3 separate regions of the Mus musculus genome follow, and regions 1 and 2 are each linked to region 3. Evidence: chromatin contacts called from public ChIA-PET and promoter capture Hi-C data. All regions are on one chromosome and are shown on one strand. Each heading gives the region's core, a stretch centred on a gene start, on an enhancer-like site or on the middle of the called end of the contact. The rest is flanking DNA. Distances are from core to core; before and after follow the strand shown.

What was found. Promoter capture Hi-C pulls out the DNA fragments that hold promoters and counts their contacts. ChIA-PET counts read pairs in DNA pulled down with a chosen protein or histone mark.
Region 1: a contact with region 3 is called in an RNA polymerase II ChIA-PET map of memory CD8 T cells, with 13 times the contacts expected there. The contact joins two enhancer-like sites. A contact is called at or near these places in 2 of 15 datasets of contacts at CTCF or cohesin (hippocampal excitatory neurons and large pre-B cells), 25 of 484 Hi-C or Micro-C datasets (B cells, the HPC-7 cell line, the N1E-115 cell line and 17 more), 2 of 115 datasets of contacts at active chromatin or transcription factors (astrocytes and memory CD8 T cells) and 1 of 9 other capture datasets (embryonic stem cells).
Region 2: a promoter capture Hi-C map of embryonic stem cells shows a contact between it and region 3, with 2.6 times the contacts expected there. The contact joins the promoter of Cnep1r1 here to the enhancer-like site in region 3. A contact is called at or near these places in 6 of 39 promoter capture datasets (the 3T3-L1 cell line, the C10 cell line, embryonic stem cells and 3 more) and 1 of 115 datasets of contacts at active chromatin or transcription factors (embryonic stem cells).

What each region holds. Positions count from the first base shown.
Region 1 is chr8:85,617,194-85,620,439 of GRCm38.p6, forward strand. No RefSeq gene overlaps it. Among named protein-coding and RNA genes, the nearest start is that of Gm51583, 44 kb to the left of the region's middle. Within about 2 kb of position 1,813, at least 31 of the 459 cell types and tissues checked have an H3K27ac peak or open chromatin away from gene starts, as enhancers often do. A contact at or near this core is called in memory CD8 T cells, where this site is marked.
Region 2 is chr8:88,117,376-88,120,841 of GRCm38.p6, forward strand. Cnep1r1 (CTD nuclear envelope phosphatase 1 regulatory subunit 1) reads left to right here and starts at 1,384. Exons shown (of 6, transcript NM_029074.3): 1 at 1,384-1,494; 2 at 2,405-2,476. The coding sequence starts at 1,470. Gm2716 (predicted gene 2716) reads right to left here and starts at 1,232. Exons shown (of 8, transcript NR_151771.1): 1 at 991-1,232.
Region 3 is chr8:86,901,500-86,905,064 of GRCm38.p6, forward strand. No RefSeq gene overlaps it. Among named protein-coding and RNA genes, the nearest start is that of Gm33391, 18 kb to the right of the region's middle. Within about 2 kb of position 1,307, at least 44 of the 459 cell types and tissues checked have an H3K27ac peak or open chromatin away from gene starts, as enhancers often do. A contact at or near this core is called in embryonic stem cells, memory CD8 T cells and pre-B cells, where this site is marked.

The DNA of each region.
Region 1 (3,246 bases), core at 563-3,062, 1.3 Mb before region 3:
AAAAAGTTGGGGACAGGGGAGGAATTGGCACAGTTACACACAATTGGACAGTTTAAACATCAGCAAATTGTACGTGCAGAGCAAGGTAACAGCAATTTTGAGGGGCAGGTGTTTATGACTCAGCTGAGATAGTCCTGATGCCTTTACAGGTCTCTCCTAACTTTATGGCTAGCCAGTTCCTGGAATGACTTAACAGCAACAGCCTTTGTTCTTTGTCCTTGTTCCAAAAAGCCCTCCTAACTAGCAAGTCACATGAGTCATGGACCTTGAATTTAATTTTCTTTCATTGGCTTCCCCCACCCTCCTCCCTCATTTGCTTGCTCCCACTGTGGTCGCTACAGCCACTGGTTCTCCTGCTGGGTAGTGTGTTTTAAGCCTATAATGATTTGTTTGGGAGACATCATGGTCTGTTGTTATGATTCTAGAAAAGCAAGTGTGTTTGAGGAATTTAGTCCTGGAAGGATCCTTTAAGTCAGTTCTAGATGGCTGAGGAAGAAAATATCACGTTAATTATGCATCTGGGACAGGCAGTAACAGTTTGTCTGTAAAAGGAAACTGGTTGTTAATTAAGGATTAAATAATGGTAATCAGTATAGTTGGTTTGACCTATGGAAATAGATTAGATGACTTTTGCACCTTAATAGAAATCTTTTTTTTTTTTTTTTTTTTTTTTTTTGAGACAGGGTTTCTCTGTCCTGGAACTCACTCTGTAGACCAGGCTGGCCTCGAACTCATAAATCTGCCTACCTCTGCCTCCCGAGTGCTGGGATTAAAGATGTGTGCCACCACACCCGGCAAAAGAAATCTTAAGCAAGTTGAAAATTTTTTGGACATAAGTCACAAGTGCTAGGGTAAGAAAATAAACATTTAACTAAGAATCATGAAGATTTTGGTTTAAAAAGCATGAACATTGTTTCAGGTGTTCCTGTTATGAAGAAAAAGCATTTAAACAAAGCCTGAAAACTTCTGAGTTTCAGGTATTTTTTAATTGTCTTTGGTGGGGTCTAGGTGCAGGGGGAAGGGTCTGCTCTGCCATGCTGAGGCTGTGTGCTCTAGCTGACAGGTCCCCTTGTGTTTTTCATTTGTCTTTTTCTTGTATGGTATATCCTAAATGCAGAGCAGAAGGAGAAAGGTGAACCTTGAAGAAAAGCTCAAAGGAATAAGAATAGAGTCTTCATAGCAAAGTTAGTGCCAGAGGGAGTGAGAGGCAGCACCCATAGTTGGGTTCTGTCTGTGTTTCTAGCCATAGTGGCAGTAGCCCTCTGGCCAGTGTGAGAGGGAGAGTATGGCTCTGACCTTTTGGCCTGTAGAGAACAACAGGGAGCCTTGGGATGGGCCTGGCTGGCAGACAGGAAGCAGAGAGCTCGGGGCATTTGCTGCCATCTGAAAGGCAGCTTCATTAGCTATGTAGGAGCCCTTACTGTGGGGCTGGGGGAGGGGCAAAGAGTGGAGGCTAGTCACCACCTAGTAGGGCAAGTTAAGTCCAAAATAACATTTGGAAAGTGTAGCTAAGAGTAAAATAGGGGAACTGGCCAGAAACACACGGGGGTGGGGGGGGGGGTGGGGGAGATACAGATACACAGAGAGACACACACATCAGAGGAAGGCCTAGTCTTTCTTACTAGGTCAGGAGTTACTCATGGTCTTAAGTAATCTGGAGTTCTGATGTGCGTCTTTGTGGGTCACCAGCTGGGAGTACGCTTTAGCTGGGTTTGTCCCATATTGGTAGCACCAGTTGTAGGGTTGTGGGTCCTATGTCTGCCCCACCCCAGCACTCAGGCTGTTGGGGAGGCAGGATGTGGGAGTTTGGTCGCACTTACCTCATGTTGTTACTGGGCAGGTGCTGGGCTGTAGAGTAGCCCCAGGAACACTGCTCTGGGGGTGGAGGAGTGCAGTCTGAGGCTGGAGACAGCTAGAGCTGGCTTGGGGTTCCCTGGACCTGTAAGAAAGCCAGTGTCTTCTGGTTCTCAGGCTCTCAGATACCTCTGGATGCTGCAGAAGGGCTGAGAACAAAGTGGGGGCCCATGGGCTGAATCTAGCCTAGGGTGGAAGGGGAAATGAAGGGAGCTCTGTCTGGTCCCACCGGGAGAGTCCTCGGCTTGTCGGTGGTCTGGCTTGGTCTTGGTCTTGGTAGCAGGCATGAAAAGAGGCAGTCCATGGTTTTAAGGCATTTAGTGTCATGGCAGAAAATGGATGAGTAATACCATACCCCACTTCTCAGAGTGAGCCTGAGGTTAGTACCTTTTGCAGGGAGGAGTGCCTGAGGAGAGTTTATTGGCTAAGCCCTCCAGGCCTTTAGGTACCTCATTAAATGAGATTTGTCTTGAGGGTACGTGACCAAAAGTCATGTCCTCTACCTGTGAAGGGGCTTGGGGCTTTGCCCTTATATGACTGATGGCCACAAATCTGTGGAGGGCTGTGGCTTCATGCCATGAGCCTGGTGTCCCTGGGAGCTGGACAAAACACCTTCTGTTCCTTTAGGGTCACTGGGGTTTCTAGCCTTAGCTCAACCAGGCTGCCTTTGACGGTCCTACACCTGTCTCTGCCTCCCAAGTGCTGAGATTAAAAGCTTGTGTTACTACACCTGTCAAAAGTAATTTTTATTCAGTCTATTCTCCAGAGCAGAGCTCAAATGTAGGAGGTTGTACAGAGCAAGTTGGGTAGAAGTACGAGAAGGATTAAAGTCTTTCAAAGAAAATGAAGGCCAGCAAGATGGCTTAGTAGCTCAAAGCAGTGGCCACCAAGCCAGGACACACACAGTGAAAGGAAAGAGCTGACTCCCAGAAGTGCCCTTTGACCTCCCCAGGTATAGCCAGTGGCTCCCTGTGTCCATAAACATGCAAATAAATAAGCAAATGTAACTTTTAAAAAGGCAGATAAACCATCATGTTGGGATGTAGCTGACTGGTCATGTATGCTCTCCCTTTCTGGCTAGAGCCCCTCAGCTCTTTACTGACTTTGGTTTTTTGAGACAGTGCCTCAGTGTATCCCTCAGGCTGGCCTGACACTCACAGTCTTGATGCTGCAGCCTCTGAGTAGCTGGGGTTACAGGATTAGAGGTGTGCAGTCCTAGCATGTGTTCCTTCTCACTCCCTCTTATTTTGGAAGGCCCTCTCCCCTCTCTCCAGGCATGAGTTGAAAGGGCCTGGCAGCCTAATTACCCAATTACCCAGCCTTGCCTCTTTTAAGCCACACATTATCTGTGTCTGGTCAGGGTGAGAAAAAGGGTGGCCATTTTTATTCAGA
Region 2 (3,466 bases), core at 134-2,633, 1.2 Mb after region 3:
AAACTCCATCTCTAAAACAAACAAGTCATCGTAAAAGTTTAAATGAGATAATGCATGTAAAGGGTTTGGACCAGAGAAGGCTCCTTAATGGGAAAGTTTAGAAAGTGCTACTAGGGTAGAGGAGTCTATAAAACAAAGGAGTCAGGAGCTGATAAGTGAGTTAGGGCAAAGGTTGATTAGTAAAACACACAATGTATCAATTTTGGGAACATGGCGGTGTTGCTCAAAGACCTTCTCAGCCCTGATCTGTGTGGCTGGATCCTTTCCGTCTTCTTGGGCCTCTCAGCTCAAACTTCCTTGCAACACTTCTGGACCTCCTTCCTCCTGTCTTTAATATTGGTTGCTTTTTCCATAGAGCTACTGTTATCTGAAATCAGTTGCCTACTTTTATGTTTATTGCTCCCTGAAACCTTTCACTGTGAGGAATGCAATCTTATCTACCGTGGTCATAAATATAATGTAATATGGGACAAATACAATGCGTAGCATGTCATGCAATAAATACCTCTTGAATGAATCAATGACCACCAGGAAATAAACAGAAATAACAGGTCATTTTAATCAAATGTTAATTTTGCTAACCCTGTACATATTTTTGTTATACTTACAAAGACATACTTTGTGCATTCTTTTTTTGTTTTGTTTTGTTTTTTGTTGTTGTTTTTTGGTTTTTGTTTTTGTTTTTTTGGTTTTTTTTTTTTTGTTTGTTTGTTTTTCGAGACAGGGTTTCTCTTAGCCCTGGCTGTCCTGGAACTCACTCTGTAGACCAGGCTAGCTTCGAACTCAGAAATCCACCTGCCTCTGCCTCCCAAGTGCTGGGATTAAAGGTATGCGCCACCACCGCCCGGCACTTTGTGCATTCTTTATGACTATATTGGACGACATGAGGAGAAAATAACCAAGAAAGAAATCCTTCCTTAAGGAATTGGATATCTAAAGAAGAGAAATCAAAATCAAGGAAATCTGCTTGGGGGCGCTTCTAGTACTTACTGCTGAACATATCTCAGTTTCTCTTTAGTTCCTTGAGGGCAGGGATAGATTGGTGGTCTCTCCTTAGCAACCAAAATACTGCCCAGAAGTTAGTGGGCGCTCAATCATTGTTTTAAGAACTAAGAAAGCAACCAAGCTTAAAAATAAAGTATGCTTGGACAGAATTCAGTTCCTCCCCGAGGCAGGAGGCGGCGCCATGGCTATATCAGCCTAGCTGCTCGCTATTCTCGGCCCTTCCAGTTGAACATCTAGCGCTGGGTTCCCGAAGGCGTTTGCTGAAATTAGCCAATAGAAAACTAGTTTAGTTGAGGGGTCTGGATGAGCTACCCAATAAACTCAACGTTTCTAGAAAATGGGCGGTGCCAAACGGAGGGGCTGAAGGGAGCGGTTAGAGGTGGGAGTTGGCGCTGTCGGCGGGGCGGGGAGGGCGGGCTGCGATGAGGACCGGGCCGTGGCGGTGACCGGAGCTGCCGCCCGACATGAACTCGCTGGAACAAGCGGAAGGTAGAGTGTGTCTTCCGCCGGGTCCCGTCCCGAGGCTGAGGAGGTCGCGAGGGCGGCGTGGCGGGGACGCGGGGCGCACGGCCGCCGAGGGGTGCCGCCTTCCCCCCCCGCAGGGGCTCGGGGGCCCCCCCGTCTCAGTGACGAGCCCTTGCGAGTTATAGAGTGCGAATTCATTTTCTGTTTGACAACCTAACGAACCGTAACCCTAATTTCTTCCTTGGCTTCTGTAATTGCCGGAATTTAGATGTACTCTTGGCCTTTCAAAGTTTTGTTTTATTTTGATTTTTTAAAAAACACCTCTGTGGGAATAACACCCTACTTCATTCAGAGGTACGCTCTGCCACAGCACAAGGCGTAGGCGCTGCTGCTGGCCGGACGTTCACCGGCGACCCATTCCTAGGAGGATAAGGGAGTATGTTTGTACAGCCCGTTATCTGTGTATGGAAGTCTAGTAAGCCCATACTACATAGCCATCAATTAATGATAAGAGCTAGGGCCGGAATCGGATAATTGCAGTCAATTAGACCTCATGGATTTTGATGTTTCAACAGGAAGTTCTTGGTTCCACAGAATTAGAATTAAGCTGGAGTTTGGTCCATTTATTTGTAAACACCCTCCACCGCACCCCCCAGTTTTAGCTTTTGACTCTTGGCTGAAGTTGCTGCTGGTCTTCCAGCATACCAGTTTTCAAGCTTCTAAAAGTAGACCAACTGGTTTCCAGAAATTGGGATGAACGAAAAATGATGTTTTTGTTGTGTACTTAAAATTGTTATTATATAAGCAAACGGTGCGTGACACAAGTAATTTGATGTGCAAGACCTGTTGGAGTTTGTCGATCTAAAATTTCATTTTATCAAATTTCATTTCGGACTAGAAAGAGCAGATAGAGAACTGAATTCTCTTTACCTAGATCTCAAGGCTTTCGAAAGAAGACTTACTGAATATATTCATTGCTTGCAACCTGCCACTGGACGTTGGAGAAGTAAGTTGCTGAATGCTTTCTAAGGGAAAATAAAGTGTGGTTGATAGCTTTATTCCTAAGTAGGAACGACTCCCTTTCTTTAAAACTTTTGACTAGTAAATCCTTGTTTTACTAAGCTATAAGATTTCTGAGTTTAGACAACTTTTTTTGTTTTTGTTTTTGTTTTTTGTTGTTGTTGTTGTTGTTGTTTTTCCAGACAGGGTTTCTCTGTATAGCCCTGGCTGTCCTGGAACTCGCTCTGTAGACCAGGCTGGCCTCGAACTCAGAAATCCACCTGCCTCTGCCTCTGCCTCCTGAGTGCTGGGATTAAAGGCGTGAGCCACCAAGCCTGGCTAGACAACTTTTAAATGTATTACTTAGTGCTGTTGACAACGTATTACACAGAAGTACTTAAGAAAATTATGAGCTGGCAAGATAGCTCTGGTGTATGCCGTTCAAGCCTATATCCCTCAGTTGCATCTTCAGAAGCCATTTAAAGGGGAAGGAGAGGGCAGACTCCACAAACTTCTCTTCTGACCTTCACATTTGTGCTGTGCTATGACATGCATGCCTATATATACCATGCAGCTACACACACACACTAAATAATTTTTTAAAGAAAAAGGAAATTATAACTGGCTACCCTAAAAGGAGAGACTATTTTATATGGTTGAATTGTTATTTTTTATGAAAATACATATTTTTTAATTTTAAGTGCATGCCTGTTGCCTGCAGAGTCCAGAAGAGGGTACCTTATATCCTGCAACAGGAGTTGCTAGTGATTATAAGCTATTGTGTGGGTGCTGGGGACTGAACCCAGGTTCTCTGCAAGAACAAGTGCTCTTAACTTTTGAGCTATCTCTCCAACCCCACCTCCAATAATATTTTTTTTTTATTTTATGTATGGGTGTTTTGCCTGCACATATGTTTGTATACTACATATGTGCAGTCCCCAAAAGATTCTCTAGGACTGGAGTTATAGAGGGTTGTAAGTTGTCATGTGGGTGCTGG
Region 3 (3,565 bases), core at 57-2,556:
CTTTTAGAAGGTGGGGTTGTACCCATCTTACAGACAAAGAAATAGAGGCTTATAGCAATGAAGTACCTCACTTGGAACCCTCACAACTAGGAAGTGACAGTAAGAACAGGCACGGCATATTGTGCTATTCAGGACTTCCCTGTGGACCTGAGGAGACAGAGGTTCCTTGGTTCCTTAGGACTGAGACCTGTGACCTGTAGGATAAGGGACTCTACAGTCCTTCTCTATCCCTGGGTCATAGGAGACAGGTAACAAACCCCAACTGTTGTTAAAAGAGACTAGGTGCTGAGGTAAAGCTCTGAAGCATCTCCCGGCAGCAGTACCGGGTCTGGGGCTGTGAGGAGCCTGCAGTAGGATTTGCTGCAGAATTTCATTGGACCCCTCTTTGTCTGAGAAACCAAGATGGGAGTGAAGTGTGCTTTCCCGAGGCCGAACCTTGATTGGCCAGGGCTCCTCAAGCACATAGGCTCCCGAGGTGGTTTAGTAAAGGGTCACTAGCACCTCCTTGTCCCTTCCCATTGTCTTGTTCCTGCTCCTGCCACAGGTCACCTCCACTACAGCAAGGGAAGAGGTGGGAGCCTGTGGAAGAGGCAATCAACCAGCTGGGGTGGGGTGGGGTGGTAAGGAACGCGGCTCCTCAAGTTGCTAGAATACTTGGCCTAAGACACCAGGGTCAGGCAGTCTCACAGGAAGCTGGGTCTCCGCCCTTCCCCTTGAGCTTCCTAGTAAAAATAACTGATGTTTCCTGAAGCGTTCACATGTGGCAGGAAGGCTGAGCTCGGAGCTGCCAGGTCACCACCAAGATTCCTTTTGTTTTGCAATGGATAGGATAGAAAGAATGTCTCTCTCTCTCTCTCTCTGCCTCACCTCCTCTTCCTCCTCATCACTTCTGCCTTCTTTTTATTTAGAATTCCTAAATTCCTCTTACGGAAGAGCTAAGCTCCTCTTTGCCCTACAGTGTGGAAACAACATCACTGATAATGTCAGGTAATTAATTCAATGGCAAACAGACTGAAACAAATTGTAACTCCAGTGCATTTAGTTTTTGTTCTTTTCTGTTTTGAGAAGAGTTATTATGGCAAGAAACAGTTTCCCTTGCAATTATACTCAACTTAAAAAAAAAAAAACAGAACAAAACAACAAGACTAAGAACACCTTAGGTGTTCAGGGTTCATGTGGCTATTTCCAGAGTCATGAAGAGGGATGGATATAAATGACTTAAATGTGGAAACAAGCATCGCGGCTGGTGATTCTCGACCTTGTGCGATATGAGCTCTTGGGCTAATTGTGCAACCTTTGAAAAAGCCACACTTAGTTTAAGGGTTGGTTCTGCACCCTGCACTGGTCAAACAAAACCTTTGCATAATAAAAGGCTTGGCTTTGCCTATCCCGTAGTTGGTTGGGTCTTTGGTTGGGTCAGACCAAGCCAGGCCCCTCGTTTCTGTTTCTTTTGGGGGTGGGGTCGGATGGGGGGTGTTTTGTTTGTTTGTTTTTTTGTTTTAGACAAGGTTTTCTTCTGTAGCCCAGGCTGGCCTGGAACTCGCTAGGTTGCTAGGGTTGGGGTTTTGAACCTACAGAAATCCTCAGAGTACAGGCACAAACTCCTGTTTATCCGATAGTTTCCTCAAGGAGGATATTTCAGTTCTCTTCCTCTTTTTCCCTCCTGCCAATGTGGTGCTCAGACTTGGAGCTAGAGGATAAAGAGAACATCTCAGAGGTTTTTGCACCTCATAACTTGTCAGTTACTGACTAGCAACTGAAGGAAACGCTTCTGCTTTGAATCGCCTACGCCCTTGGCGCCACCTGCTGGTCGCATCGCGCCAATGCAGCTCTGATCCGTGGAGAATCTAAGCCTACCTTCTGAGCCAAACCTGAGAAAATCTGGTGAGTTGTTGCACACCAGCATCTCCTTCTTTACCCCCAGCATCTCCACACCCAAGCTAGTGCCCTCTGCTCCCCTCGGTATGAGGAGAGCTGCTAGCCTAGGTAGGGGACTAGAGAGATGGCTCGGTAACTAAGGAACTGCAGAGGAACTGAGTTTGAGTCCCAGCACCCAGGGATCCATGGGATTCGACACCTTTGGTCTACATAGACATCCCCTCCCCCCTCCTTCCACCACAGATCTAATCTGGAGGTTTGCTCCCTCAAGCAAAGAGGTCATCAGAGTCACTTCTGAACAGCGATTTCCCCTTGACCCAGGGGCCACTTTTGAAGAACTTCCCTGTGTGTTTGTGACTGCGGACTTGGTGGACCTGTGAGCAGGACATCTGTGGCCCAGCTAGCCATAGGCCTCACTGAATAGACTCTAGCTTACAGTGGGCCCTGGGCTGCATTTTTAACCGGCACCCATTGGACCTGGGCCTCTTTGGCCTGAAGAATCACCTTGCTTAGCAGCATCCTTCCGCAGCTCCGCTTCCAAGCTCCACCGGAAGCCGCTGCGCGCTGAACTGAGCTTTCTCTGGTCTAGGGTCTGCCTTTCCTTTACAAGGATATTCCTTCAGTGCTCATCGCAGGTCCTTAAGGGGCCTGTGTGTGCGTGTGTGCGTGTGTGTGTGTGTGTGTGTAAGCTTAGGGATGTCACTTGACTTTCCTAAAGACAGGGGAATAGTGTTTGATCCAACCAAGTCAGTCGGATTTCAAAACTGCTCCTTCTTATCCACCTTTCCCCCTCTCCTCTTCTCATCCTGTCCCTCCTCGTATTTCCCTTCTTGCCCGGCTCCTTTCTTGTCCCCTTTCCTCTGTTCTCCCCCTCCCCAGTCCTCCTCAGTACCCTCCATCCTTCCCCCTCCTCCCCTTGTCCTCCCCTCCACACTTTGGTATGCTTTACACGGGTCCAGGTTCTCCTAGCATCCCTCGGGCCCCTTCCTGGCAAACCCTGCCCCCAACCCTGAACTTTCCAGCCCAGGGGCAGGGGCTGGGCTCCCCCTCCCCAAGCTCTTTCCTATATAAAACAGACATCTTGGTCTCCTTCTCCTCTCGCCTCTCTTCCTGCTCTTCCCCTTCACCTTCTCGGAGTGCACGATTTCTCTCTTTCTCTTCCCCCCTCCCATCTGTGTTCCAAGGAATAGGAGAAACTGGAGTTCAGGTGGTTGTAGCCACCAGGTATGTGCTGGGAACCCAGCCCAGGCCATTTGTAAGAGTAGCTAGTGTCCTTAACCACGGAGCCATCCCTCCAGGTCCCCCCTTTTACTTGCACAGATAGTTGTCTTTAAAAAAATTTTTTTATTGATTTTGAGACACCATGTAGACAAGACTGGCCTCGGGCCTTTTCACAATCTTAAAGCACACAGAATTTCTTGGGGCAGCTAAGATGGAATATAGGTTCTAGTAAGTAATGACTCAGGAGTATCAGAGGGGAGAGTGTGCTACCCTTGGGATGTTTGGATGTGCCCATCCACTGAGCTATTTAAGGCATATTAAATATTAGGCTACGTGTGTGCATGCACGTGTGTGTGCGTGTGTGTGTGTGTGTGTGTGTGTGTGTGTGCGTTTTACTTGGGAATCCAGAATATTGGGGCGGGTAGTCGGGGGTGAGTAGAGTGCACTAATTGGCTGCTGCTACAGT